Linked DNA regions of Mus musculus: all the other regions are linked to region 1. Evidence: chromatin contacts called from public HiChIP or PLAC-seq data. All regions are on one chromosome and are shown on one strand. The core of a region is the stretch at or near the end of the contact, and the rest is flanking DNA. Distances in the headings are between cores, read along the strand shown.

Region 1 (6,023 bases), core at 1,241-3,740:
CCAGTGAATTTATCAAGGTCCGACATGCTACTGGGAAACTTGCCAGTTCAGATACATGAACTGTCAGCACATCTCTTTCAGGAACGACTCACATTGACCAAGCTCATGGAATAGATATATAAACCTGATGGCAGTTTATTACATGTGAAGGGCAATGACCATCATGGGGACTAAAGGGCCTTGAGGTCAAAGTACTAGTACATTTCTGATGGAAAGCACACCTTTATATGTGCCAAATAGCAATTCAGTGAATGCTTGGTGGTCTGGAAATGAGAAATAATAAAAGCTAAGGAGACAAATGAGTCATTGCCCCAAGTTGAGATATCTAGCTCTATCCTACCTAGGGAAGTGTTCTATCAGCTGAACTGTCTCCTCCATAAAGGACTTCAGGGGACTTGGATGTATGGACAGAGAAACAGACATTGGAAAGTTGCATTCAACTCTGTCTATGTCTCTCTCTCTTTCAATGTTTTCACGGCTGACCAACACTTGGACTTGTGTGCTGTGGGAAATATTTAAAAAAAAGAACTGCAATATTCTGAGCTACGTCAGTCCACATGGCATCAGCAGGGTATTCTCATCTCAGCAGATTCTCTGGCCCAGAGCTCCGGAAATCTCTCCAGCTCACTAAGTTCCCACTGGCAGGTCACTACCTCGCCAGCCCCAAACTACAAAACGCCCATGGCCATTTGTGGTACACATCTGGCAAACCCACACTTTGCCTCCGTACCCTTCTCTCTGGAACTCAGCCAAACTGCCACATGAAGGAAAACACAACACAAACTCAGTTCAGAAGCAATGGTAACTCAATCACTGGGTGCAAGAACTAGAATCCTAATCTTGTAAGTCATATTAAATCTAAGTCCTCTGGTGGCAAATCCTGGTAGATCTGCCATTGAAACCGTGAGACACTAGCAGCTCCATCTTGTCCTCATGCTATCCCAGTCCAAAAGCCCCTAACTCTCTCCTACTTCCTCTCTTCCTCTATCTAACCTGGAAGTCCCGCCTACTCACCCAGTGATTGGTCCTTTCATTCATTCAGGGGAAGGTTCACGAGATCACCTGAGTATGTGACTCATTCCTTCCTCCAGACAACCCCTCCTAGGAAAGTGGAATTAACATCAAAATACAGGCATCACTAGCACCATCTACAACATGTGTGCTTTCCCTCCTTAGATATGATAATACATTTTATTTGATTTGATTTCACAAATCCTGTAAACAGTATACACACAAAGAATACAATTAGCTAGTGTAGGCCATACACTTATGTCAATGTTCAAATAGAGTAAACATCTCCTCCCTGAAAATTTCACAGACTTCTAAAGGCAATACCTAATGACCACGTTCTAGAACATACAGAAAACAGAACCTTGCTATTAGATTATTATTCACTCCAAGACACTGTTTCTAGAACTGTCAAGACAAAGTAAATTTCTTACTTTATTCATTCAACCATTCTCTATGTAGCATATGACTAAATGCAACAGCTATTTTCTGGCTGCTGGTTATCCAATGAGAGCATTGTGAGCTTGGCATGGGTGCTAGAGTTGGCTAAGAGATTAAGAACAGTTACCGCTCTTACTACAGAGGACCCAGGTTTAGGTCTCGATGGCCAAATGAGAGTTCACAACTGTCTGTTATACCAGTTTCAGAAGAATCCAGTCTTTCTCTGATCTTGATAGACTCCCACATATGTAAGGTGCACACACACATACACATAAAATAAAGTAAATATTCAGTCAAAATGGAATGAGGGCTATGTCACAAGCTGTAAGTTAGCAGCTAGCCAATGACTAGTGATGGAACTAATAATAATGATGATAATAATAACAATAATAATAGAACTGGTGTAAGGCAGCCAGTTCTAATGCTTCTAGCAAAATCACAATATTAACAGTTAATATTTCTCATGTATGCATTTAAAGTTCCAAAGCAGGACATCCTTGCTTGATTTGAGTTTCATTATATTTATATGATAGCATCAAAAAGCAGCAAAGCCATGTGTTTTGGAAACTTGTCTTCAGGAGATTCTAACCTCTGGTTCTCAGTAATCCGGGAAATATTTAGTTCTCATTTCTCACATGAGTCTGCAGCAGACAAGGAAGAAAAACAAAAGCTGGAAAAACAGAGCAGCTACATTTTTAGTACAGTGGGTATTTAGTACCGAGCTAAAAGCAGCTCTAGTTGAGGGGGAAGTATTTTGTCTTGGTGAGTCCACAGGGTAACAACGTCTTAGCTTGCGGTTTGTGGGTTTCCTTTGGTATACTCTGTCCCTCTAGATACTTCACTGTTGTTTCCTAATTTAAAATTCACCATTTCAAAATGTTCTATGTTTTCCTACTTAATGTCAGAAAATTTCCAAACTGTTCTACTTTGATAGCAATTTATTGAAAAAAAATCATGAAAATGCACAGTTTAGAGGCTTATCTCATAGGCCTCCAGCATCCGTGTGATATGTGGTCAGTTTTTGGACTACATTGCTGTTAAATCCATGTGTAATACGATCATCATTCCTAAATGTCTACATGGATGTCTACATAGGTGATATCCCAGTGGGAACTAGCCAGCACCATCAGAGCAAGCACGGCACACACTTGTTCCCAGTTTCTCCTGGATCGTTTGGACATTCTCTCCACTCTTCCTTATTCTTCCTTCCTTAACAGGATTCAACTTTTGTTTCTTCTTCACTGGAGCTTAAACCATACTGTGACAGTGTTATGGGGTTTGCCCTTCACTTCCTTTAGCTATATCTGGCATCCTCTGACTTCTTCTTTACTGGTAACAGTGTGGTGAGCAGGGCTCAAGGGTTCTGGAGTTCTTAGAACTGGACTTCAGATAAGAAGTAACGGTGTCTTAAACATCCCTTCCTAAGAAGTTCAGAGGAACTACATAATATAATACTTCCTACATGGGATTGAAAGAATCACAAAATCACTTTGCTCAAATAATTCAATTTTATACTTAACAATTAAGAAAAAAAAGAATGTTTAAGCTTAAAACCTTCAAACATAGCTTCTCTGAATCTACAGTGACTCAGTTGCCTTATAGAATATTTAGGAGTTCTATTAGAGGTTTTTAAAATGATAGTATTGGAGAATTCTGAAAAGAAAATGGCAGCACTACTAATAAAGTACAATAAGTGGGTATCAGGATTAGAACTGCAATATCATGTTAAAATTTCTACCTAGCTTGGTTGTCTGATTTTAGACATTTAAGGACTTTGGGGGGATGTTGTAGTAACTTTCCTGTGCTTCAACTGATTTCCTAAGACTTCGGGCAAGTCAATTTCCTTCAGAACACCTCGGCTTGTTACCATTTGTGAAACAGGAATGGGAACATCTCTAAATAGAACTCTCCGGAGAGTTCTGAAGTTGCTTCAAATGAAGCTGTTACATAACCAGGAAGCAGATCTTTTGTTTTTCTTCTTCTCAGGTAAATCCACAGAAGCTCTTTCAGTGGACATAATTAGATTGCCTGTTAGACCCTAGAAGTTACTTCCATCCCAACAGGGTATTGAACTTCCAGTCTGAATCGATCTTCATCATTTGCAGGTTACCAGGGCAGTACTTACGAAAGTGCACCATCTCATTCACAGAAATACGCTGATTGGGGAGTCAATAGCACATGTAAATGTTCTCCTGCAAGGACCCTGATAAATAAGAAAAATGTGGACACACTACAGGCAACTTGTGCCTAATTCCCTGTTCCGATTGTATTTTACTGCAAAACTCTTCTGGCTTCTCTCCTCTGAATAGCACAAAATAACTAGACGTATATATACCCGTATGTACTCTGTGCATATACTTATATTGCCTCCTGGAGTCCATTTCCCCTGCTCAGAAAATTGGCAAACTATCAGATTTGAGGACCAAACTGTTTTCAACATGTAAAGTTTATACAGATTAATGCTGCTCAGTGAATTATTGTGCTATCAGCATATATAGATTCCCAATAGAGTATCAAATATTGATTAAACTATATGGTAGACACATACCATCCTAGAGAAAAGTTCTGATTCTGCTCTATATACTTGTGGTACTTTATGTGCATTACGTGAGACTTGTCTCATTCTGACAAATGACAAACGGATGCATTGAGTGTTGTAGTAGCCATGATTTCAAGATGCCCAAAGCAACCTCCATTCTTCTATAATAGGTCTCTTTCCTGGAATATGAGAAGTACTAAGGAATACTGTAAGGAGAGATTCTGATGCTAACCCCATTTCCAGAGTTGGTTCTTGATTTGTCAATATAGAATCGGGGGTGGGGGATGGGGGTGGGAGGGCAATTGCTGGGCAGAGTGTACAGGTGGGACTACCCGGCTCCAGGAGGAAAAGAGAGATTCAAAGGAAGGAGAGCGGCTTTTCTGCCATGCTTTGGAGGAAAAAAGATGCAGCACTCATGTAAAGCCATGGGGGGAACTAGGGCCTGTGGCCTCCACTACAGACAGGTGGCCAAGAATGTTTGGCGGGGGCTAAGTGAAACAAGCCACTAAGTTTAGGGAGGGAGGAGAAACAAAATAATAAATTGGTAAGGGCAGCTTTTCTAGGTGGGAGATATCTGCACTCAGCAATTGTGACAAGTAGGAAAGTTATAAAGAAACGAAGCTGTCTGTGCGTCTTTTACCCAGATTCCAAGGTCTTGGGTGGGAGCTGGCAGCATGAGCCCTCCCAGAACAAAGGAGCGTAGAAAATGAAGCTGGGTTAGGGCTGGTGGTAGACAATCCTGGAGCTAAGCAGTGTGGAACAAAAGGAAAAGGAGGGGGTGGGGGTGAGCTGGTAGCACTGGGGCAGCTCCTGGGCTAAGGCGGCAACATTTTAAAATTACACACAACAGAGTACTATAGGCAATATACCTATAACTGAGTCCCAGGTCTCATCTAGCCTCACCTTACTTAGTCAGTGAAGGCTAAGTTCTCTTGGTGGAAATATCCTCAAGTACGAGAATACTTGTGTATAAGGCAAGGGAGATTTCTGACTTTGAAGACAGTCAGATGAGGAAGACCTAGGCATGTGACTTGTAGGGGCTTAGAACACATCTTTCAGACAACAACAACAACAACAACAAAACAAAGAAAAAAAAAGGAGAATCTAGGAACATAAAGTCTCTACAACTGCATGAAATTAAATGAGCTTGTTAAAAACCCCAGATTAGAACTCAGCTCAGCCAAGAGCTTAAATGTGAGTCCCTGTGTCTTAGTTAGAGTTTCCATTGCTGTGAAGAGACAGCATGACCAGGCCAACTGTTATACATGAAATTATTTCATTGGGCTGGGTTACAGTTTCAGAGGTTCGGTCCATTAGCCTCAAAGCAGGAAGCATGGTGATGTACAGGCAGACATAGTGACAGAGTAGCAGCTGAGAATTCCACATCTTGGTCTGGGTGCAGCCAGGAGAGACTATCTTCAAGGCAGCTAGGAGGAAGGGCTCAAAGCCCACCCCTACAGTGACATACTTCCTCTAACAAGGCCATACCTCCTAATAGTGCCACTCCCTGGGACAAGCATATTCAAACCACCACACCCTGCATAGATGATATAGCCCAGCCTTGCTCACAAATTACTGTATATAATGCTGTTAGATGTTTTCCTTGGACTACTAAAAAAACTATCTGAAAACCAAATTTCTACATACTTCTGTGTACCTTTAGAAAGAAATGTTCTGGGTTGACCTCTCTAATGAGACAATTTTCTGTTTCCTTAATTACCTTATATATGAGACACTTAAGTCCTAATCAGTATAGATTCATTAACTTTAGCCCTGGGTTTTTGTTGTGGTTGCAGAGAGAAATGGGCCAATGTTTTTAAAATTCTAAGACAAGGGAATATCTGTACTCCTAAATAGCAGATTAAAGGTTAGGGTGGGTCACACCAGTCAGAATGGCTAAGATCAAAAATTCAGGTGACAGCAGATGCTGGCGAGGATGTGGAGAAAGAGGAACACTCCTCCATTGTTGGTGGGATTGCAAACTTGGACAACCACTCTGGAAATCAATCTGGTGGTTCCTCAGAAAATTGGATAT
Region 2 (6,023 bases), core at 1,813-4,312, 850 kb before region 1:
AATGTGCCTGAAAATTTTGGAAAGAAAATTAATCTATTGGAGGTACCCATAGTGGATGGAACAAGTCACTCTAAAATTAGAGATTAGAGGAAGAAATTGGCATGAGAAAACAAGACTAGAGAAATCCTGAGATAGGCAGGGATGGGGTTTGCTGTGAGGCTTGTTCTGATGCCAATGCAAAAAGGTATCTGCCCAGGAATTACAGACAGTCCTTCCTCAGTGAGTGAATGAGTAGAGGAGACATGGGGCATGCTTGAGCTGTGGATTTGCACAGATGCAGAGACAAGAATGGGGAGCATTTTATGAAAATCCAACAATTCATGGAAAGACGCAGAGGAAATAAAAATACTTCGCTGTCCCCCCTTGTTGTTGTCAAGTGCAGAATTGAGTATGCTTTAGGGTATCTATCAACAGCAAGGCTAAAAGAAGGCTTCAAGAGACAGACTAAATAACTGCACATTTAGAACCATGGGATACATTTTTACCTGGGATAAGAATCTTTAAGCAAGGGAAGAACAGTGTAAAATTTCTTTTTATAACATAACACCAGTGGCCAGACAAGCACTGATGGATTTAGATGGAGAAAAATACAGCTAGAGCCCTAAAGCACTTTCTGAGATAGAATCTACATTTGATAACTGAGCAAATACGTGTTGTAAAGAAGGGATCAGTGGAGCACAACTGTAACAGAAGAAACAGGGATTTTACAAACTGTATATTTAATCCAAGTCCCTGCTAAATCCCACCTGGAGTTTCTGCCCCTGCAACAATGCATTCACTTAGAATTGAAATAATTCCTTTCAAAATGGAAATGCTTTATTTATTTATTTTTTGGTGTTTATGGTATTCTAGATACAGTGTAAAGCATTAAAGAAGTGAATAAAATTCTACTTTTTCATGCCAAATATTCATAGCCTTATAGCAATACTAAAGTAATATTAAAAGTAAAGTAATATTAAAGTCAAGAACAAACTCATACATCAAAAGCATTATTAATAATAGAGTTGCAATGTACTACCTAGCTATGTAGTAAAGTCACTTCTTCCAGAGATGAATGAGAGAGAAAGGAAGGTTTGGTAAACAAGATAAAAGAGAGTAAACACATTGAAGATGTGCTGTAAACAATCCAGTATGTTGAATACCCAAGGAGTAAGGAAGAGACTGATTTTAGAGGAATATCATGATGAGTAGTAAGAAGGTCAAAAACTGTACATAGGAAAAACTGAATGTTGTACCATGGTTATTTCCTATGGTATCATTGTGCTCATGTTGCTAAGAAAATGTACCCACAAATGGAAAATTATTATGCACAGTAGTGTGTTTTATCATACTTCTGAAACTTAAGAATTCCAATACAAACAAAAGACTGATTTTATGTCCAGTGAATCTCTACTTCCAGGTAGCAACACTTGTGAAACCCTCAGAAAACAAAAAAAAAGAAGGTAAAACACAATGCTCCCTTCAGTTTCTTTTAAAAGATCACCAACTGCAATTACACGGATTCCATTCTCATGATTTCCTAAGCTCCGTAGACACAGCTGCTTAGTGCAACCACTTTAGTGATTAAATTTCATATCACAGTACCTATGATAGTTGCAGTGACAACATTTATAATAGATGTAATAATAAAATGACAAAAGTCAGGATCTTTTTACTACTTACATGTGTGATGCTACTGATTTAAAAAAAAAAAAAAGCACAATGTTGTCCAACTCAACCTCCAAGTCGTTTAGAACAATTGAAGAAATAAGTAAGAAAAGGCACAGCAAGAAATCAACAGGCTGGCTGAATTCCACACCTTCTATGTGGAGAAGTCATCACTTAAACCATATACTACTCAGTCACCTGCTCCTGACAGGCGGCAACTAAAGATTCTGAGCAGAACGATGCTGTCGCTTACGTGTCTATTTGGAACAACAGTTAAAAGGATGTTGATTAAGGGCTACAGATCATACTGTTCAGCAAGGGAAAATGTCTTACAAATCACCCCAAGTCCATGAGCACATGTCTGTGATCCATTACTGCTAAGACAGAGATAGCCATATTCCTAGGATCAGCAGCCTATTTGGTGGGTTCTGTGTCAGTGAGAGACCTTGTCTCAAAAAGCAAGGTAGATGCTGAAAGTACGACATTCAAGGAGTCTATGTCCATCCATACTTATGTGTATAGCAACCTCTTGACACACATCTGCACCACAAATACACACACACACACACACACACACACACACACACACACACACACACACGTGTGTGTGTGTGTGTGCGCGCATACATGCATACTTGTGCACACACTCACATTACATATTGCCAATGGTAGATTAAGTATTGGCAAATGGTAATTAGAATGCTGGTTCTGTGTTTCAAGTAGCCATTACTAAGACATAATTAGTCATGATATTACAGTGAGGGTAAATAAAAAATTATATTTGTAACTTATTCAATTTATTGATTTGAATTTATTGATTTGAATCAGTCATGTGTGTTGATGCAGAGGAAGGAATACTCTTAGATGCCAAAGTGTGAAGTGAAAAGAAGCTAGGTTAGCAATGCCAAATAAATAACTTCAGGTATATTGTCTGGGTGTGGCCATGAGATAACCAATGAAAAGGGTGGGAATGAGAGAATACATTGTTTCAGGAGAAAGGACCCAATATGTAGAACCAAGGATCATTAGAGTAGTCCAGCCCCTTGAAGATAAGAATGTAGACCTGACAGGAAATAAAGATGAAGAATAAGGAAGAGAAGTGCAAATAGTACAGATAATTTTGGAGGTGAATTGAAAATGTTCTGTAATTTAGATCTGAAAAAAAAATACAAGCTACATTGAAAAAGCCAGAAGGAATGGATGTGTAGACACAGAAGAACAGTTAGAGAAGAAGAACCAATTACAAGGTTCTGAGACTCCTACAGAAGGGCTTTTAGAATGAACACCATGACCTTACAGAATGTCATGAAATAAACTAGATAGAAGTATGACCAAGAATGGGCTATGGATGAGTGCTGTTGACACAGGAAGCTTCTATTGCACAATGATGACAGCCATCCAGCCAAGACAAAAAATGTTCCCTCTGGCTCTGCCCCCAGATGGAGCTGTGTGCTCATCAGCAGAGCTATAAAATGGCATGTCATGGGAGTGGAGGATGAAAACTGTCTCTGTAACTCTCACCATTCAAAAGTTTGTCAAAGCAGCATTATTCTTTGAGGATAAGCAACTGTCCTCTGTAGTAACTTGACACATACTAAGTGAAGTTCATCTTGCACTGAGAATCCCTTTCCCACACTCAGTGTGAAAGGGAGGGAAATATTTTCTGAAAATACTGACAATTTGCTCAGTTATTTTCCATATTTAACTTATTTAGAAAATGTCCTCAATATAATGTCTGCCGCCATCTAACATTTAACCTGTGTAGCATATACAATTTCATTGGGCTTACAACGTTTGGGAATTCCATTTTTTCACATGCAAAGGAAGATTTAATATGCAGTAGAAGATGACTCTGCCTTACAAAAATAAATGAGAAACTGCTGTTCTTTGTTCAAGGTCAAATGTCGCTTTCAATTAAATGTAGGTATTTAAGAGGGGGTCCTGATGAATGCAAGCAGTAAGCTTGAAAGCCCATAAGCATACATTCAAAGAGCCTTAGAACTCAAAGAAAAGAGTGAATGTAAATTTTCAGAACTGTCAATTTTTCATTTGAAATTTTGGTCTTTATTTCTTCTTATAATCTGCCCTAGTCAAGCACATATTTATTTCTTTCAAACCTGCTCCTTTCTTTGAAACTGTTGTTATATTTCCATGAAAATGACATCTTTGTTCTTTAGAAAATCATTCCCAGCTTATTGTCTGCCCTGAATTACAATAATCCTATATTTGTTACAATCTAATCACTTCTACAGCAACCTACTGTGAGGTTAGAAGTAAAGGATTAAAACTTCAAGTAGAAATACAAAACCACCCCCTTAACAAACCACAATATATTTTTTCAACATAAATATCCCAAGGAACAAAGAAACATTTTGACATAAGAACTCTGCAGAATATAGAAAAACGCAGCAGAACTGTTTATCAAAGTTTTCCTTGGTGTGTCAGCAGGTTCTGTGTAACTGACAGTGCTGATCCAAACGTTTTGATAGTAATAGAAGTGTTAACAGTGATAAGAACAAAAAAATATTAAACACTGTTGACTGTAACATTTCATTTCCACTGCCCTAATGCTGTTAGTGCAGAAAAATGGAACAAGAGGGAAGAGACTCAGCCACACAGCCAATGGAAATGAGGATTTAGTGGCAGGAGCTACAGAGGCATATAGGCATTAACAAAAAAGGAAAACCAAGAAAAGAAAGGAGAGAAGGAAGAACAAAAAGAGAGAGGAAAAAGAAAGTTAAACTAGCTCTGTCTTTATTGGTGACAGCAAAATTAGAGGAGATATTATTTGAAAACAAATGTGTAATAAATGAAACAGTAGTTGTATTCAAAATAATTATATTCTCTTCACTGACAAAAATATGTGACTGCTGAACAGACTTTCATAACATAGCAATATAAATGACTGTTAAATAACAATGTTAGTATAATATATTCATACTAACTTAGCACATATAAATGCAGCATTACTTTTAAAGTATGTTTTTATATTCTTCACTACATAATGCATTTTAGTGTTTACTTTGATGTCTTTATATTTCATAATCTGTTTAAGTTAAACATAATGTAAAAAGAAACAAATTATACCATAAATATACAGATATTAATATATCCACATTTTACTTGCTGTCAAAACATTTTGTGCTAACTTCTTACATTTTATAGATATTAAAATTACTAATTTAGGAATATGAATAACATAATAATCCTATACTGCCTAAGATAATCTCATTCTTGAACAATTATTTTGTGCTCTTTGAACTTTCCAACTATATACATGTTCATATATACATATATTTTTTAATTGGGCTATGTGCAGTTGTCACCCACCCCAAACGTTTATTAATTTATCATATAGAGAAAAAATACTTATTTCCATCCACAATTAGGAAAGACAAAGATGTTATTGCTTCAAATATGATATTCTCTGGAAATTATACCCTAAACCTCAAGTAGTTAATTTTGAATATGACACCTATCTTTAAAGCCTTATACTATAGGTTTAGATGTATATAATATTGAGTTCCATTTTATGTTATTAACTATATGCAATGTTAAGATTTTAACTTTTCATCCTTTAAAATAGATATTCCATTTGTGTTTAGCTATATGTACATGAAGTTGTAATTCCCCTTGTTTGAATTGTAGTCACTGTACTTTATACAAATATCAAATAATCTAAAAATTAATACAGGAATATTGGTTTAAGGTTTTGGGTTTTTTTAGAGACATAAATTTGAAGAACAATTTATTTTTTCTGAATCATGTGTATGTACAACAACATTTCTGTTTCATATGTTTATAATTGCTGCAAATTATCAAAATCACAAAATAAGAAAATAGTATTATAAAATTAGATACAGCTTTCTATTCATAATTACAGGCCTCTGGGCATGCAAATTACAAGAATCTCCAATTTTTTGTTCTTCATCATGAATCAAAATAAGCAACCAAAACAACACAATCCTGTAAACTTAACATTTGAAAGATAAAAACAGACATTAGTTTCAGAAAAAAAGACTCAAATCTTTGTTGAGGACACACGTTTTGGACAACTCTTGCTATGTGATATGCATGATTGACAGCTAGGCAGAAACACTGCTACTGTTTATTATACAACAACACTTTTTTTTTTTTTTTTTTTTTTTTAGTGCAAGTATTGTAGAGTTGTCCTTTTTGCAGTACCAGTTTGTAAGCTCTCATGTTTAGATATGGTGTTTTCTGACTTCAGAGCTCTTCGAGTCCTGAAGGTAAAGACCAGCTATTCTTGAAATACTACCTCATTTCTCAGCTGAGCCCATCAATGCATGGCAGGGTACATTCGGGACACTATTACATTCTGCCATGAGAATAATGGTAAATAATCTCTTCTTCAG
Region 3 (6,023 bases), core at 2,566-5,065, 720 kb before region 1:
ATATAAACCCAATGATACATACTTCTCAGACCTGTATATAATAATATAATAGAGATAATAAATATGTATTATGCATATGTGTATATAAATGTTATGCATATATATGGATATGTTGTTTTCTAAAAATGAAGTGCCCTGTCTCACATCATGAGACAAGAAACCTTCAAAGATGCCTTGTCTTCATTTTCTGTTGGCCATCTGCAGTTGAACATGTAGCATCCTACCCCTAAGAGTAATTTGTTTTCTTGATGAGATTGCCATGGAAGAAAGAAGTAAATTTATATTATCAAGTGGTTTTCAATTGGAGATTGTGGCTGGTTTAGGAATGGGGACGTGCCTATGTCTTCAGCTTTAGGGTACCAACTGATGGAGATTCTCCCAGGCCCTGTGCATGCTCCCTTGGACTCTGTGAGTTCTTGTGTGTATTAATTCTGGTAATTTTGAGATCCTTGTTTTTGTAGTGTCCTCCATCCTTTCAGATTCGTAAGCTCTTTCTGATTCCTCTTCTTCATGGTTCCCTGAGCCTTAAGAAGAGAGAGAGGAGTTTTGGTAGAAACATCATGTTGAGGAATGAGTATCCCAAGGACTCACACTCTGTGCATAATGGCTGGTGGTGGGTTTCTGTATTTGTTTACATCTGCTGTAGGAATATGGTTCTCTGGTGGTGGCTGAACAAGGAATAATATGTGTGTTTAGCTGAATGCCCTTGGGATCCATTTTATGCTACACTTGTATTTGTTTGTTTGTTGTTTATTGTTATTGATTTAGAATAGCAATAGTATTTGGTTTCACTCTAGGTCCTTTCTCAGGTGATTGGTCACCCAAGAAGTGTAAGGTGTGGGTTCCATCTCTTAGAGTGGTTCTTACAAGTCAGTTTTTTTTTACCTAGGAGGGATACCTTTGTACTACTTGTGACAGTTTAGTGTTTAAATTTCTCCTTTGGTAGAATTCAGATAACCTTCCTGTACAAAGAGACTAACACATAGAGTTGAAGGATCTATGTAGGCACTAGCTCAACTATTCCATGTTCAATGAGTTATATAGGGGTTTTCTTAAGCAATTTGATCTTGCTGTCACTTTGGTGGGAGAATCCTACAGTCTTAGTGACAGCCTGAGCTGTTTGGAGGGTGCCATGGGACCCCGATGGCCAAAAACTCAATTAGATGTGACCAAATTTCGGAACTGGAAATTTCATTTGATTAAGAGAGAACACCAGTTGGGACTCTGTTTCCCCATTATGCTTCAATTTCATTTAAATTTCTTTCATATATGTATGTATTTCAGGAAGCTTCTACTGTAGTAAATTTCCATACTACTCATCAACTGGTCCTTGATTTTGCTGTCCCTCTCAGTATCCACTCCCTCATCATCCTCCCTTTTCCATTTAGTCTTCTGTTAAACTACTCAACACCTCATAATATATCCATAACTACCTATTTTACTTACTTTCTTAGGAAGATATATCTGTCACCTCAGCCTAGCCCCTTTCTATATTCGTTTTTAATACATATTTCTAGTTTAAATTTTATTTACTTTATTTATATGAGTACACTGTAGTTATCTTCAGACACAACAGAAGAGGTCATCAGATCCTGTTACATATACTTATGAGACACCAAGTGGTTGCAGGGAACTGGACTCAGGGCCTCTGGAAGAGCAGTCAGTGCTCTTACCTGCTGAACCATCTGGCCAGCCCTTCTATATTCTTAACTTCTATGGGTCTATGGATTATTGCATAGTTATCATTGCCTTAACAACTAAGTGTATAGATACTCTGTTTTTCCTGGGTTAGGATACCTCACTCAAGATGATTTTTTTTTAAGTTTCATTCATTTACCTACATACTTTATGATGTCATTTTTTAACAGCTGATTAATAGTCCATTGTATAAATGGACCACATTTTCTTCATCCATTTCTCCATCCAGAGACATACCGATTGTGTCTAATTTGTGGCTATAGTAAACAGAGCACAAACATGGTTGAACAAATATCTAGGAGGTAGAATGTAGTGTCCTTCTGTTATTATTGGTACAGCTGGATCTTGAAGTAGATTGAGTCCCAAACTCCTAAGTAATTGCCTCACTGTTTTCCACAGTAGCTGTACAAGTTTTGCACTCCTGTCAACAATGGATCTATATTCTCACCTGGATGAAATCTCATTTGTTTCCTTGATCTTAGACAATCTGGTGGTTTAAAATGAAACCTCAAAGTAAGGATTTTGAACATTTCTTTATGTGTTTCTCAGTCATTTGGATTTCCTTTTCTGAGAAATTTGTGCTTATACCTGCATCTTATTTTTTTTAATTTAAGTTGTTTTCTTGATATAGATTTTTTAAAGTTTTTCATATTATTTGGATATGATCTCTTTATTAGATGTGTAGTTGGTAAAAATATTTTCTCATTCTATGGCTTGCTTCTTTATCTGAATGACAGTGTCCTTTTCTGTGCAAAAGCTTATCAGTTTCATGAGGTCCCATGTATTAATTGTTTGTCTTCATGCCTTCACTATTGCGGCTCTGTTCAGGAAGTCGTTTTAATGTCAATGAGTTCAAGGCTATCCAAACAGGTTGAGTGTACTTTGATGTACTTGTTCTCTTTGTAGTTGAATTTGTGCAGGTGTTAAGTAAGAATCTATTTGGATTCTTTTACATGCAGCTATCTCGTTTGACCATCACCATGTGCTGAAGATGTATTCCTCCAGAAGGTGCTTCTGGCTTTGTTATCAGAATCAGGTGTCTGTAGGTATGGACACCTGACTGGGCCTTTAATTTGATTCCATTTGCAACACACTAAATTCCATTGAAAAGCACATGAACCTCAGTTTTAAATTTTATTCAAAATTCTTGGAGTTAATGCTAATCATATTTAAATTTTTGTTTAACAATTGGTAGGTTTTTTTTTACTAACAATTGAGTTTTATGTAATATTATTTGGATTCCTTTACCTTTCTCTATCTATCTGTATCTCTCTGTGTATTTACTTGCATATGTGTGTGTGTGTGTGTGTGTATACATACATATGTGTGTATATATATATACATTTATATGTAACATATATTATCTACATTCATATATAGATATGCAATATATTGACATAAATAGACACATACATTTATATTGGTTCCTTCATGTATATACTTGTATTTAACCTCTATGCATATATATATCATAGTATAGATTCATATATATATATATGTGTGTGTGTACATATATATATGCATATATATTGTATATGACTTTCTGTTTGTACCTGTGAGCATCTTTATATGTACTATGTCTTCAGTATAAATGATTTTTAACTGGTAGTATAAATGCTCCATTTTTCTTTGAATATTCTGAGTTATTTATTTTACCCATAAACTTTAAGGTCAATTTATTAACATCCATTGATAAATACCTGCTGAAAATGTTACAGTTTAAAAAACTGCATTAAATACAGACACTAGTATAAGAAAAAGAGAGATCTCTAAATGTGTTTTCCTTTTCACTTAATAAGGATGATTTATTTTCAATTCTCCTTGCAGATGGTTTTGTATTTCTGTAAAACTATTCTCAAGAAGCATGACATTTTGAAATTTTTATTATTGTTATTTTTATTTTATTCCTATTATTGTTACTGGTACTAATGTTCTGCATTTATATATTGATTTGATCAAGATCTATAATTAGCTCTGAAAGTTTCATGCAAAGCTAGGGTTTTTTTTTTTTTTTCAGATAATCACTTTTCAGTGAATGATGGCAATTTTAGAGCATGTTTTCCTATATTAAGATCAGACTGTGTTGTAGTTCATTCAAGCGTTACAGGTCATGCTATGTGCACTGCTCTTATGATAGTCATAGCTGCAGTAAGTAATGTGAATTTATTTTCTACTTTCTTTGTGTGCTACATTTCTTGCTGTTTTATAGTGACTGGTTAGACCAATCCATAGATGATGGCCACATTTTAGTCCACATATTAAATACTTTCTGAGATTCCTAAATGTCTTGCTACATCATTTTAACCAAATTTCTTTATTTAGAGCTAGAGTGATGGTTCAGATATTAAGATCTCTTACTGATCTTACAGAAAACTGAGATCTGTTTCCAAATATCTACATGGTAACTTATGACTGCTTTTTCTATATCTAATTCAAAGTGATCCAATGCCCTTCTTTGAACTCCATGGACTCCTACATGCATATGGTGTGTGTGCATACACTTCAGCACATACATATGCCCTTTTATAAAAGATTTTATTTGGTTAAAAGAATTTCCAACTTTTCTCTTTTTCTGCCTTTCTGCATAAAGTTAAAATATTAATATTAATTTTTAGTACTAAACTTCTTTTAAATTTCTTAAGCTAACATTATGTTCTCACTTTTAATCTATAGTAAATCAGTTACCACACATGCACATGTGTGTGTGCATTGATTTCATTGTGTAGCTTAATAGGTTACACCAAATATTTTAATATATTGTCTTTATTGCTTTATTAGACAGTGAACACTTAAGTTTCTTATTGTTCTTGCCTCCTGTGAACAGTCCTGCAGTGAAGATTGGAATGCAGATGTCTTTGTTATGAAGTGATTTCATTTTCTTTATACATTTACCCATTGTTCCTGTTTCTGAGTTGGTTGGCAATTCTGGTTTTTAGTTCTGATGGTTCTCCATCTTATTTTCAATACTGGAGACAATAATGTATGTCCCAATCAATGGTACACATTGTTCCCTTTAGTCAAAAAAAACTTTAGTATATTCAGTAATTGTTACTCACAACATGGTATTGAGTTGTTGTGTTAGGGTTTTGGTCTTTCTGCCCTACTGGTTAATGATCATGAGCACTTTACCCACATACTTGTTGATCCTCTAAGTTGTCATAAGCATCATGATTGTCATTATTGTTTTTATTGTCATTATTGATAATTTGCTTTGTGATCTTTTAGTTCTTTCTATATAACAGACATCAATATTTTGTCAAGCACAGATTTTGAAAATGTTCTTTCCAATTCCATTGCTGGCAATCCATCCTGTTGCCTAGTTCCTGTGCTGTGTACAAGTCTTAATGTAACCTCAGTTGTCCATTATTAATTTCATGGCCTGTGACTTTTGTATTCTTCCCTCAAATTTCTTGCCTAGACCATTGTCTGAATTTATTGTTAACACTTATAAAATTTAAGTAGCAATTGCCACAAAGTAGATACTGCCGTTATTCATAATTCTTAAATATCCCTTATACTGTTTCATGACTACTGCTTCTTACACTTTTCCACTCTTCATTAGGAGACCATTGACCTATATTTAATATTACTGAAGAGGGAACCATTTTACCTAGAACTTAACAAGAATTCACTTTTACTCCTATGGTTTTCTCCACTAAATCTAATTCTGTTAGTTTCTATATATCAGTTTCTTTCAAGATTATTACAGGCAAGTCTTCCTTGGTTGTTTGAAATTCCTTTACATATGCTATTAAAGTATATTCCTAGAATTATGATTTTAATTGTTTTCTTTCACTCTATGATTTTTATTATTGTACCAGGAGAGTTGTTTAACAATTTATCTCTTTATAGATTATGCTTTGGGATATCTCATCTAAGAGATCTTTACCTAACCCAAGATCATATGCTTTATTTTGGAAATTTTATATTCAAGTTTTATATTATTTGTATGATTAAATTTAATCCTTACCTATGGTGCAAAAGACAAGATATTAATTTCAATTATGAAATTATTAAACTACCTTTTGTTGAAAGGTAAAAAACTGACTTTTCCTGGTACAAAAATTCATATACTAGAAGCTGAGAAAGTCCCTTTTTGTAGGAGTTTGCATCATCACAACTGATGCTACAGCATCTCTTGCATTTACCACGGCACACAAATCAAGGAGAATTCTCAATAAAAGCTGTGCTCCTGACTGGAAACATCATGATGGGGTTTGTGTGGAAGAAAAATCAAATTATCACAGATGTCCTATTGAAATGGTTCATTCTTAGTTCAAAGAACCAATGTTATATTGTTATTGAGAATAAAAATACCAAACAGT
Region 4 (6,023 bases), core at 1,447-3,946, 700 kb before region 1:
GTGGTGCAGTAGGAATAGTTATTCTTCTTCTAAAGATGCCCTGTCCATCATGTGGCTGCCTGCTGTGAGACTGTTCTCCATGCTGGCATATCTTCTCTATTTCTCCTTTCTTTTGTACCTTGTTGATACTTCCTAAATTTCTAATAAATTTCTTTTATTAAAAAGAAAATGTGGTACATTTACACAATGGAGTAGTACTCAGCTATTAAAAACAATGAATTTATGAAATTCTTGGGCAAATGGATGTATCTGGAGGATATCATCCATAGTGAGGTAACCCAATCACAAAAGAAGTCACTTGATATGCACTCACTGATAAGTGGCTATTAGCCCAGAAACTTAGAATACCCAAGATACAATTTGCAAAACACAAGTAAATCGAGAAGAACGAAGACCAAAGTGTGGATACTTCATTCCTTCTTAGAATAGGGAACAAAACACCCATGGAAGGAGTTACAGAGACAAAGTTTGGAGCTAAGATGCAAGGATGGACCATCTAGAGACTACATCACCCAGGGATCCATCCTATAATCAGGCACCAAACCCAGGCACTATTGCATATGCCAGCAAGATTTTGCTGAAAGGACCCTGATATAGCTGTCTCGAGTGAGGCTAGGCCAGTGCCTGGCAAATACAGAAGTGGATGCTCACAGTCATCTATAGGATGGAACACAGGACCCCCAATGGAGGAGATAGAGAAAGTATCCAAGGAGCTGAAGGGGTCTGCAACCCTATAGGTGGAACAACAATATGATCTAACCTGTACCCCAGGAGCTCATGTCTCCAGCTGCATATGGAGCATGCCAGCAGAAGATGGCCTAGTCAGCCTTCATTGGGAAGAAAGGCCCCTTGGTCTTTCAAACTTTATATGCCCCAGTACAGAGGAATGCCAGGGCCAAGAAGTGGGAGTGGGTGGGTAAGGGAGCAGGGCGGGGGGAGCTTATAGGGAACTTTAGGGATAGCATTTGAAATGTAAATAAAGAAAATATCTAAATAAAAAATAAAAATAAAATGAGACTCTAAAAATAATAATAATTTTAAAAAGTCAAAGACAAGTTTCCTCAATTTCATATGTTGTCTCCTCCATGACTCAGCCAAATTTCTGATGACTCTTATTTTCTGCCTTTAATTCTTTAATTGGTGGAGAAAATGAAGCTGATCCTTCACTCACTTAATTCTTCTACCTTCTCTCTCTTCCTTGAGATCTGTTACTTCTACATAGCCCATATTACTGGTCTTGAACTTCTGACGAGTCTGCCCAATTCTCTTGAGAGCTGAATATCTGCCAGATTCTTAACCCATGTATTAAAGTTATGGGGTTTTAAATATTTCCATAAATTCAATTATTTTTTACAAAATATATGGTTGTTGAAGTTTGTGTTTGTTTCTTGCAGAAATCATTTTCACTGTTCTCTAACAAGTTCAGCATTCCCACTTAGAAATATGAGGTATTCACATGTTAAGTTTATTAAGGGTTAGCATCAATTTAACAGACATCCAAATGGTGAAACAAGTCTAGTACGGGGAAGAAGGCCTAATTTTGTAAGGAAGGTCTGGCACCATTATCTTGGAATCAATTAGAGTACTCACACAACCCTTCAGAATCCAAGTCATAGAGTAAATTAATTCTGTAATCAAAGACACATATAATTGTCTCCCATACACACACCACACATACACACACACACACACACACACACACACGAGAGAGAGAGAGAGAGAGAGAGAGAGAGAGAGAGAGAGAGAGAGAGAGAGAATTTTCCATTCTTCTTTTATTTGCTCCTGTTACACATTAATGTATGTGGTGGTATGTATTCTTATCCTAAATAATATATATGGGGCTCAGAAATATTTATGGGGCTTAATAGTTTCAAAAGCTACATCAAGAAAAGAGTCAGATACAATTTTCACTAAAATGGACTTTAAATCATATTAGTTAATTATACAATTGGATGATATTTATGGAGGATAGTGTTTTGTGCTTGGTATAGACTTAGAAACAATTTGTTCAAATTTCCAAGAATTTCCTTCTACACTAAGGATTATAGCATCCAATAAATAGCACTTTGCATTCAAAATCAGGGTTCTAAACTGTTTGCAAAATGATAAAAAGAAAATAGATAAAAAACAAAATACCATATTGATTACCCACGGAATTGATGTTGTGGGATAAGAAATGATCTTCCTGATAACAAATTACATGATTCCTGAATGTTTTCTTAGCTGTACTCTCATCATCCAAAATGTTGTCAATCTTCTCAATGATTTACTTTGTTTATAAAATTATAGCATTTAAAGATATGACAGTATACACCAAAGTGGTGCTATCTCAGATAAAGGGTGGGGAAAAGTGACTGGTGTGGACTGCTTTTTCCCCAAGCTAAATAATAAAAATAACCCTTTCTTCCTTCCTGAGGAGAAGCCAAGGGTGTTAAAAGAAAATCGGACTTCTGTATATGGAAGAAAATGTCATGTGAGGCTCATAAGCAATGGTCGACTATTAGGAGTGTTCTGAGGCACTCTGGGAGTATTTGTTAGACTATACTGGGGTGAGGTTACCAGCACAGCTGTAGATCCTTTCTATGTCTTCTCTCAGCATATTATTTAACAAATATTTGTGGACACAGAACCAGCAGGAAGCAACTCTAACCCCAGAGCAGCTGAGCTAACTACAATCACCAAGTACAACCAGCCCTCTTGGGATTTGCCAGATTCGAGAGAGCAGCTGCTGTGCTATTCTAATACAGGGGGAAGAACATGAGTTCAAGGGAAAATCAAAGTTTTCTTTTTCTTTTTTTTTTTTTCTTTTTTCTAATTCCTCAGGGAGGACTCAAAGCTAACATCTTCCACAACTTGAAGAGGAAGGAAAATTGAGTCTGTCAAACATATTAAAAAATAGTGGATCTGTGACGTTCTTAAAAACACCTTACTGATATTTGAAATATTTGTCATATTCCATGTAAACTTTTCACCTGAGCACCATGTCTGTTCTTGCAAACTATTTTTGCTGTTTTTCCTTAGTAACTGTAGTAAGCAAATTTTCATTTTTCTTATAGCCTCAAAAATCTATGAATTCTAGGCTTGTAGATGGTGATCATGTGTCCCTGGGGACAGATATTTCCTATGTTTATACCATTATTATACTGTTCTTTCTGCTTTCACAGGAAGTCATATAAACATCATTAAGTCTATTTTATGAAATACTATCTTTATAAATGCAGGATTTATTTGACTAGGCTCCTATGACTATTTGATCACCTTTTTTGGTGTAAGCACAGTGTCATTTGCAAGTGGATTTTGTTCTACATTGAAATTGACATACAGTATAAAGTTTAAGCAGAATGATAGAGACATCTCCCTTCAGAAATGAATACAAAATGCTCAGAAACCTGCAGAGACCACCCCTACATATTTTTGTTGTTGTTTCTAACTTCTAAAACCTGTAGGGGTCATGTTAAATATGTAATTCTTCAGCCATGCCTTAAATAATGTAAAATCTTAAATAAGAGAGAAAGGTCATACACAAAGTATGTAAAGATTACTGTGAAAATTTCAGCCAAGATGTCTATGATTAAAAACAGTGCTGGTGTGAGGGTCATCTGCATAAACCAAGCAAGATATGCACAGGAATTAAGACATATACAGGTATTTTTTAGATTAGTCCTATTTTCAAGCCATCCCCAGGCTAGCGTCTTTTAAAGGATTAGTCTAGAAAACGTTTCTGACCTCAGAAAGCCTAGTGAAAGGGCAAAATCATGAAAATGACTAAAGCTAAAATATCCACTACTGGTTGCATTACAAAAGAAGAACAGTAACTTTAAGAAGAGGTATTTTATTTGGTAGATAATAATAAAATATAGTAGAGATGATAATTACAAATTACTATTTTGATCACAGTAGGTCCTCAGTTCACAAACTTTAATTACCTTTTAAGTTTATAATTCCTATACAAATTTTTGTAAATCAAAATACAAAATAATATAAAATTCTGCTGCAAGCCATGCTTTGGAAGAGGGAAATAAACTACTATTTTATCTAACACATGCTATTATTAGTTTTCTGATTGATTTTTGATAAAGTAACAGTAACAGCAAAGTTGAGAAGTAGCCTTTGTTATAAGAATAACATAAAAGTAACCTACTAGAAAGACCACAATGGAAAATTGCCCCCCTCAAAAGAGTTAAAGTGAACAAAATCAGGAGAGTCTCTTTCATTCTAATATTGAAACTGTATTTGAAGGGCAGGATTTCTCAGTACTTTTCTGGACCAGATTTATGAGGGTCGTGAATTACATTAAACAGGTCGATCATATTCTGGTGGCTTGAAATAGTCAGGTTGCGAAAGTATCAATGTGAAAATTATCAATGCTACCAATAAGTGACTTTCTTTTCCTTGAAAAGAGTTGATTACTAAATATTTCCTCACACAAAAACTGTGAATATCCTGTTCTAAACTTACCTGCCATGTGTACTAAGAGATATAATCTCTGTAGCATACAAAGGATATTAAAAAGTTAACATCTGTTTTGTTTGCCAAAAGGGGGGGGTGCTTCGTTTCCTCTTCTACACTGGAGCTAGAATTATCCCCATATACACGAGGGGAAACTACCAGGTGCAGGAATGCAATTATAAAGTGTGGAAAGGTGTTAGAAGTGAGTAGACTGCGACTGCGCAGAATGCATGTCGTCTACTGGGATCACAAAGAACACATGGAGATCTTGCAAGACTTGACTTACAGTCTTCATTTTGTAGTGAAGGAAAGTGAGGAAGAAATACATCTGCAGAAGAAACTATTTGACTTTGCTGCTAAAATTCAATAGTTCCTAACGCTGTGGATCTGGACCTGGATTTTATCACACATAAAAATAAAAGATCTTTTATAAACAAAATAAAGTATGAAGCTGTTAAGTTAAAAAGAAAAAAGAAAAGAAAAGATAAAAACCAGAGCCTTGAAACAAATATGGAAGTATTAACCCTTAAGACAAGCTATTTCCTGATGACAAGACATAGGAATAAACTATTTTGTTTCATAGAAGAAATCAAGAAAATAAAAGAAGATTGTGTACCCTAGACAGATTTTATGAATCATTAGATAATGACTAAAGAGTAAAAATTTTATTCTTTAATATTATTGCTATTAAAGTGATAGGCAGACTGGAGAAATAAGAAACCTATCTGGCAAAATATAAGGCTGGGAGAAGAGAACCTTTTGGTTCCCTTTGAAGACATGCTCACAGGATCAAATCCATTGATCTGTTCAAATTCATCTAATACATCATCTACTACAACAAGAACAACAAACAACTTTAAGGGATGCCTGTGCTTCCAATTAAGCAAGAACAGATCCATTCAAAGTACCTTGGTACACAGTACATAAACTATTATTGCAGTAAGAATCTATCCCTAATATACTTTATTAGTCAATTAACATTCATGTCATAGTTTAATGAGACTCTTATTTTTAACAACATTAAATAAGAGGTGAAAGAGTTTAGCAAAGAAACGACAGAAAAAGCAAAGCCATTAATTCTAAATCTCTTCACTTGGAGATTGCTGCTTTTCACATTTTAATTATATATGTCTGTTTTGTATGAACTACAAACACATTTTGTTCTTCATGTAAGAATTTAAGTGCATACAGTTTAAAAAGGTAGCTGAGTCCATAGTTCACATAAAGCAAGGCTCTTTTGACCTGTACAGTTTGCTGGGTTTTGATACATGTTTGCCATGTGCCACAGAGACAACCCTTACCAGTCACTAACTCCCGTGTCCTTTTTTTTTCTTTTTTTCCCCATTTATCCTTTTTTTAAAGAAATGTTTTACCATAGACTAATAATTTTTTCTTTCTTTTTATTAATCATTCCATTTATTTACATCTCAAATGTTATCCTACTTCCTAGTTACCCCTCCTCCAACCCCCCTTCTCACATCTGCCCTCCCTTTGCCAGTATGAGAGTTCTGCCCCACCCACCCACACTCTCCCTCCCCACCACTTATCTCCTTACTCATGGTCATCAAACCTCC
Region 5 (6,023 bases), core at 2,628-5,127, 610 kb before region 1:
ACCAGATTCCCCAAAGCTCCCAGCAACTAAACCACCAACCAAAGAGTACACATGAGGGGACCTATGGCTCCAGCTGGATATGTAGCAGAGGATTGCTTTATCAGGCATCATTGGGAGGGGAGCCCCTTGGTCCTGTGGAGGCTTGATAACTCAAGGTAGAGGATTTCTAGGGCACTGAAGAAGGAAAGGATTTGCTAGGGGTGGGGTAGGGTGGGAGGAATACCCTCATAGAGACAGGGGTTGGAGGGGATAGAGGGTTTGTAGAGGGGAAACTGGGAAGGAGGGATAATATTTGAAATGTAAATAAATAAAATAACTGGTAAAAAAAGAGAAAACAACAGAGTACCTGGGTCCAATTCTTTCACCATTTTATTAATGAACATAATCAGTTTGGGTGAAAATTTCAGGAGCTAAAATAAGAAGAAACATGTTCTAGTCCTAGGGCTGACTTTTTTTGAAGCCACTAGCATCACAGATTAATATTTTTAGAGGAAAGTATGAGACAAGAATGGTACAGTCAAAATCTCCCTTCCATATACAAATTTTAGAGTGATCTTACCAATTAACGTTTCATCAGATGTATTTGAGGAATTTACATAATTTATTTAGAGGTTGTCTTCAGGTATTATAGTTGCTATTTTAAAAACAAAACAAAACAAAAAAACAAGACCTTGTAAATTATCAATAATTAACATTTATCTCTACCAGTACCTCAAGAAGATACAAGTAGATTTAAAGACTTCTGCGAGCCTGGTTTGGTAATAATCAGCTTTCTACTGGGTTAACACATGGATTGTGGGTTGTCTTTTAGAAGGACACTAATACCATTGGTAAGAGCTCTACCTTCTAATACCACCAATTTGAGAACTAGAATTCACAGAGAGAATCTGAGTTCTGGGGACATTAACATTCTGCAATTGCTGAAGCAACCATAGAAAGAAGATTTTACAAGGTTTTGTCAATATAGATGAAAATTGTTTGTTAAAATGTGAATGGAAGATCAATTAAGCAAATATCTATGAATTATAGCAAAAACAATGCTGACAGAAAGCACTCATATCATCTGAAGTACAATGAAACAAACCTCACTTCAGATAAATAAAAACTAAGGGCAAGGAGGTCTATGTAATTTCCATCCAGTAAACTGATGCTGCATAAGTCTTTACATCAGCGATTTTTGTTTGTTTGTGTGTATGCTTGTATGTATGTTTGTATTTCGTGATACATTTTCATGTAGCTAATTTTGGCCTCAGAATTGGTTTTCAGTCAAGGCTGTTTTTTCTTTTCCGCTTTTTTCCCCTCATAATCCTGATTATATTTCCAAAGTTCTGGGAATACATTCCTGAAGCATCACATCTGGCTACAACTCTAGCAATTTTAATTTGAGCAAACATAAAGGTAATTTTGAATAGATAGATAATATATTTAATTGATAATAATGTAACTAGGTAGATTATATATAGACACATATGTAGGTGATAGATAGATAGATAGATAGATAGATAGATAGATAGATAGATAGATAGATAGACTGACCAAGGAAGTTCAAAAGATATTCTGAAGCACAAAGCAGCTTTTGTTGATCTATCATGTAAAAGCTATTGTATATAACTTATAAAATCAATATGCAATTACATGTATTTTGCAATCAAATTTTCTAAGAAATTGTCAGATTGCTTCAGAAAGGAAGGACACCCAATAGAGTTCTAAAGAATGGCTTGATTGCTTATAAAACCAGTACCTGCTTTTATAGCTCCACTTGTAGGTTGCAGTTTATTATACAAAGATATGATGATCTCAAGAGTTTGGATTCTCATATATAAAATTCATACATACAATCAAGATAATTTCTATGTTCAGTCAGAACAATGATATTTATTTACTTTATTAAGAGCATTAACTATAAAGTACAATAGATTCAGAAAAGGATAGAGAAAATGTAGTATAGTTGTAAAAAAATATATTAATTCAAGGAATTTTAGTTGAAATGCCTGTTCTTTCAATGTATTCTTTGTAGGAGACATGTGGCCAAAAAGCAGATAATGGCTCAGTGTGAGACTGAAACATTTAACACCTCCTAGCTTCATCTTGCTGTGAAACCAGTGTAGCCTAAGTCTTTTCATGAACTGTTTGAAACTACACATATGTACAGAGCTAATGTCATTGCAGTTTCAAATCTAGATTATGAAAAGCGACAACTTTATGTTTCAAGGGACTTTTAATCACAAAATTATCTGCCTATGTCATTATATGGTGGTCCTTTAAGATATTCAAAATTACTCTATTTAAAATATACATACACAGTTAATCACATTTTCAAAATATTATATTATTGACTATTGATATTATCTTCAATTTTTTAAAAAAGTCTTTTAAATACAAGAAAGTACAAAATGACTGAACTCTGTGAATACTTCCTATCAGAAATATTTCCAGGGAAACCTTGTAAACTTTCATTCCCATTGGGTTTTGATCTGTTGTATTTGAAAATAAGTCATCCTGAAGGCTACAGACTAAGAACAAACACAAAGGACGCAACAGAAATGCTTACACATTCCCAAAAAAGACTTTTCCAGTTGAAATTGACAGTGGCATCATCATGATTCAGGATTGGGAAATAAAACTCACAGGAAAGTTGTTAAGGATGCTGAAGTTGAGCATGCAACCTTATTCCTAATGGCAAAGTGAAAGACAACTTGGGCTACTTTTGACAAACACATCATTTCAATGATTCAAAGCTGAAAATATTCAGGATGAAATACCCATGGAAAGTTCACATAACTAAAAAAGAATCCAAATGTGGGGATATTTGCATCGCTAAAATTTCATTCAGTTTGTAACTAGGGTTGGGAATAGAATGCAGAATGTTAAACTGGACATCCAGACGTCATTGCTAACCACAGACTTGCATTCTTCTGCTATTTATACCCTTTGTTTACTTTTTGCATTTCCTCAGCTGGGATGGGGACTTTCTGCTTCAAGTCAATTTCACTCTTATTTTTGGCACAAAGAGTACATTTTCCCAGTACTTCTGGAAAATGTTACATCTAACAAATTCTTTGCAAAGAAATGATGGAAACAATTCTACTGAGATTTAATAAATTCCGTGATACCTGTTACCATTGACCCAAGGGATGCTTGCTCTTAAAAATATGTTTCAATTTCCACTAAAATGTCAGGAGTAATAAACAATCCTCTGCCTCTCTCACCCCAGGTCCAATGTGACCAATATGACCATCCAACTATAGTATCCCAGTCTCCCACCCCTGTCCAATGTGACCATCCAACTATAGTATCCCAGTCTTTACAATATACATGATCTTCATGATTAGCCTGGCAACAGCTCATCTATACTCCTGCTTCCCCTTAGTTTTCTGAATGATTTATTGAGAAATTCTGTCAATATTCTAACCAGAAGAACGTAATTCTGGCCCCCAATGATTGCAATTAACTCCAGTCTTCTGTCAGCCGTAATTTTCGTTTAGTGTTTAATTATATCTATTTTGTTTAATCCCAATTTTGAAAATTGTTAGTCTACAATTACTTTTCAAAAACCACCAAAATGTATGATACCTTGCTTATAAAAGTTATAGTGCTTTTGGATTAAGCACTGTCCATTAAAGGAGAGTCTAAGAATTAATTTCCAGATCAATATTCCTCCAACACCTTTATTAATTATGTTTGCAAAAAGAAGTGGCCCAATTAAAATTCTAGTGTTTGCTGTGAGGAGATGAACTAGTATTCTTATCATCAATGACCCATCCAGGACATTTTTATTTCTGTGGAGCTCAAGTTTTTAAAATTTCCATACCAGATAGCCAAATTTAAAAAAAAAAAAATAGAAGTTATAAATACAGCTTAAAGAGGAAGGAAAAGCTACTTCCTTCCTTTCAGTTTGGCCTTGAACATATTACAGCAGATTATTCTGCCTCCTCTATAGAAAGGCTTCTGTGGTTTAAAAAAGAAGCAAAAAAGAAAAGAAAAGAAAGGAAGACAGACAGACAGAAAAGACCCACACCTTTCCCTAAACTGCACTGAGCACATTGTTCACCAGTATCTCCAATAAACAATTTATACCTCAAAAAAGTAGTTTTTCCATAGTTTCTCCTCTTAGTAGAAAAGTTAAAATCATCTTATATCCTACAAACATTATGACTGACAAGGTTTGTGTCTTTATAATGAAAAATGCCTGGGACCACTGCCATCAATACTATAACTCTTTATCCTACACGAGTAATCAATTAAGCTTAAATATCCTAACTATTCGAGGATTACAACATATAATCAAGATTCCAAATTAACCTTGTGAAAGAAATCTATGCTAATTAGTTATTCTTAAATGACAATTTGTCCATGTAAGTTATTTCCAATGACAATGAATATAGGTTGGATATGCCTTTATAAAATGGTTGGAAGTCAAAAGTCCTCATGGCATTTAGAACACTTCCATTTATATATAATAAGATATATTAAAGATAGACAGCAATTATAAACACAATGCTAGCATTTTTATGACCCATACATCCAGAGTAAAGATGATGTCTTGCAATTTTTTATGCTTAACTTCTGACTACCCCTTATCATATAAAGCATTGCCTAGAAATTTCCATTGTGCTATCAAGATGGTTTTTAATTGTTTTGAATTATAGACTATTTCCTATTTCAGAATTTTGGATGACACTTGTACAGCCTATATTTTCTTGCATTCCTGTGTTATCAAATCAAGGAAATAAGAGAAACAAATAAGCTTTACATAGAAAGTCTTTCTGTGATATATAAATTATAACATTTTACATTTTATTTTAGAACCCATTTTGAGCTGATTTTGGTATCAAACTAGTTATTTAACATAAAAGTATGATCAAAAAACTTTTTAAATCAAAATTAAAAGTATTTGCCTCCAAAATTTGTCACCTTAATTCAAATCTTTGTCTTTCAAAAGACCCTACCTATCAAGTGGGTGTAAAAGAGAATACACAATGTGAAAATATTTCCAGGTCTCACATCTGACAAATAACTCACCTGACTTGAATAAAAAACTCAAAATCTGATATTAAAATAAAAATGTAATTAGACAATGAGTAAAACCCTAAAGACCTAGTTCATCCAAGGCCGCACAAGAATGAATGAACACATATATAACCACGTTCCCCATCTCTAGCAATTAGCCAAACTCACTACAGCAATATTGTGATGATAAACATATTCATCAAAATGGCTAAAATGCTTAAATCTTTTAGAACAAACGCAGGCCAAATGTAAACAAAATAGAATCCCTTGTTCTTCGCTAATCAGAAATGAAATGATATAAAGAATGATAATAGAGCCATCCTGGAAAACAAATAGTTTCACAGAAAACAAAATGTACAAGATCCATACAATGTAACAAGGACATCCTTATGCATTACTTTGACCCCAAGAAATAAAATCTTGAACTCCATCATAGTACATGAATATAACTTCATTTTTAATAGCTAAATACTGCCTGTAATCCTAGCACCTAGGAAGCCTTACCGTGAGTTCAAAGCCAGCCAGGACTACAAAGCAAGTACCAGGAAGGAATTCTGGAACAGATGGCAAGAACCTGTGCCATAAAATTAAAATAGAAAGAAATATTAATAGTAAAGACACTGTTTAATAGCTGAATATTTAAACTAGATATTATACATTCAGAACCATGGCATAGTATTCAACAACAATAATGCAATTAATTATTGACCGGTTCAACGTTCACATAGATCTCAGGACATTATGCTGAGGACAAAATCCAATTAATTGACTGAACAACCCAATCAAAAAGGTTACATACTATATATTTAATTAATCTAACAAAATAAGAAAGACAGAGTTCTAGAAATGGAACAGAGATCAAAGGTTGCCAACTATTGAGGCTACTTGGAGGGAAAAGAGGGAATAAAATAACTATGAAAATATGGCATGAAAGATATTTTTGTAGTTGTGAAATACCTGCTTTTCATGATTGAAGTAGTTCTTGCACAGAACTGCACATGGGATAAAATGAC

The links. HiChIP or PLAC-seq counts read pairs in DNA pulled down with a chosen protein or histone mark.
Region 2: a RAD21 HiChIP or PLAC-seq map of pro-B cells shows a contact between it and region 1, with 28 times the contacts expected there. The contact joins two enhancer-like sites. A contact is called at or near these places in 1 of 15 datasets of contacts at CTCF or cohesin (pro-B cells), 7 of 484 Hi-C or Micro-C datasets (the C10 cell line, ECoMG-derived neutrophils, the HPC-7 cell line and 4 more) and 2 of 115 datasets of contacts at active chromatin or transcription factors (the 230-238 cell line and large pre-B cells).
Region 3: a RAD21 HiChIP or PLAC-seq map of pro-B cells shows a contact between it and region 1, with 7 times the contacts expected there. The contact joins two enhancer-like sites. A contact is called at or near these places in 1 of 15 datasets of contacts at CTCF or cohesin (pro-B cells) and 1 of 115 datasets of contacts at active chromatin or transcription factors (large pre-B cells).
Region 4: a contact with region 1 is called in a RAD21 HiChIP or PLAC-seq map of pro-B cells, with 13 times the contacts expected there. The contact joins two enhancer-like sites. A contact is called at or near these places in 1 of 15 datasets of contacts at CTCF or cohesin (pro-B cells) and 1 of 115 datasets of contacts at active chromatin or transcription factors (large pre-B cells).
Region 5: a contact with region 1 is called in a RAD21 HiChIP or PLAC-seq map of pro-B cells, with 6 times the contacts expected there. The contact joins two enhancer-like sites. A contact is called at or near these places in 1 of 15 datasets of contacts at CTCF or cohesin (pro-B cells) and 1 of 115 datasets of contacts at active chromatin or transcription factors (embryonic stem cells).

Annotation. Positions count from the first base shown.
Region 1 is chr10:17,482,916-17,488,938 of GRCm38.p6, forward strand. No RefSeq gene overlaps it. Among named protein-coding and RNA genes, the nearest start is that of Gm32656, 170 kb to the right of the region's middle. Within about 2 kb of position 2,491, at least 89 of the 459 cell types and tissues checked have an H3K27ac peak or open chromatin away from gene starts, as enhancers often do. A contact at or near this core is called in pro-B cells, where this site is marked.
Region 2 is chr10:16,634,144-16,640,166 of GRCm38.p6, forward strand. No RefSeq gene overlaps it. Among named protein-coding and RNA genes, the nearest start is that of Gm20125, 460 kb to the right of the region's middle. Within about 2 kb of position 3,063, at least 23 of the 459 cell types and tissues checked have an H3K27ac peak or open chromatin away from gene starts, as enhancers often do. A contact at or near this core is called in pro-B cells, where this site is marked.
Region 3 is chr10:16,756,871-16,762,893 of GRCm38.p6, forward strand. No RefSeq gene overlaps it. Among named protein-coding and RNA genes, the nearest start is that of Gm20125, 340 kb to the right of the region's middle. Within about 2 kb of position 3,816, at least 2 of the 459 cell types and tissues checked have an H3K27ac peak or open chromatin away from gene starts, as enhancers often do. A contact at or near this core is called in pro-B cells, where this site is marked.
Region 4 is chr10:16,787,240-16,793,262 of GRCm38.p6, forward strand. No RefSeq gene overlaps it. Among named protein-coding and RNA genes, the nearest start is that of Gm20125, 310 kb to the right of the region's middle. Within about 2 kb of position 2,697, at least 18 of the 459 cell types and tissues checked have an H3K27ac peak or open chromatin away from gene starts, as enhancers often do. A contact at or near this core is called in pro-B cells, where this site is marked.
Region 5 is chr10:16,871,409-16,877,431 of GRCm38.p6, forward strand. No RefSeq gene overlaps it. Among named protein-coding and RNA genes, the nearest start is that of Gm20125, 220 kb to the right of the region's middle. Within about 2 kb of position 3,878, at least 20 of the 459 cell types and tissues checked have an H3K27ac peak or open chromatin away from gene starts, as enhancers often do. A contact at or near this core is called in pro-B cells, where this site is marked.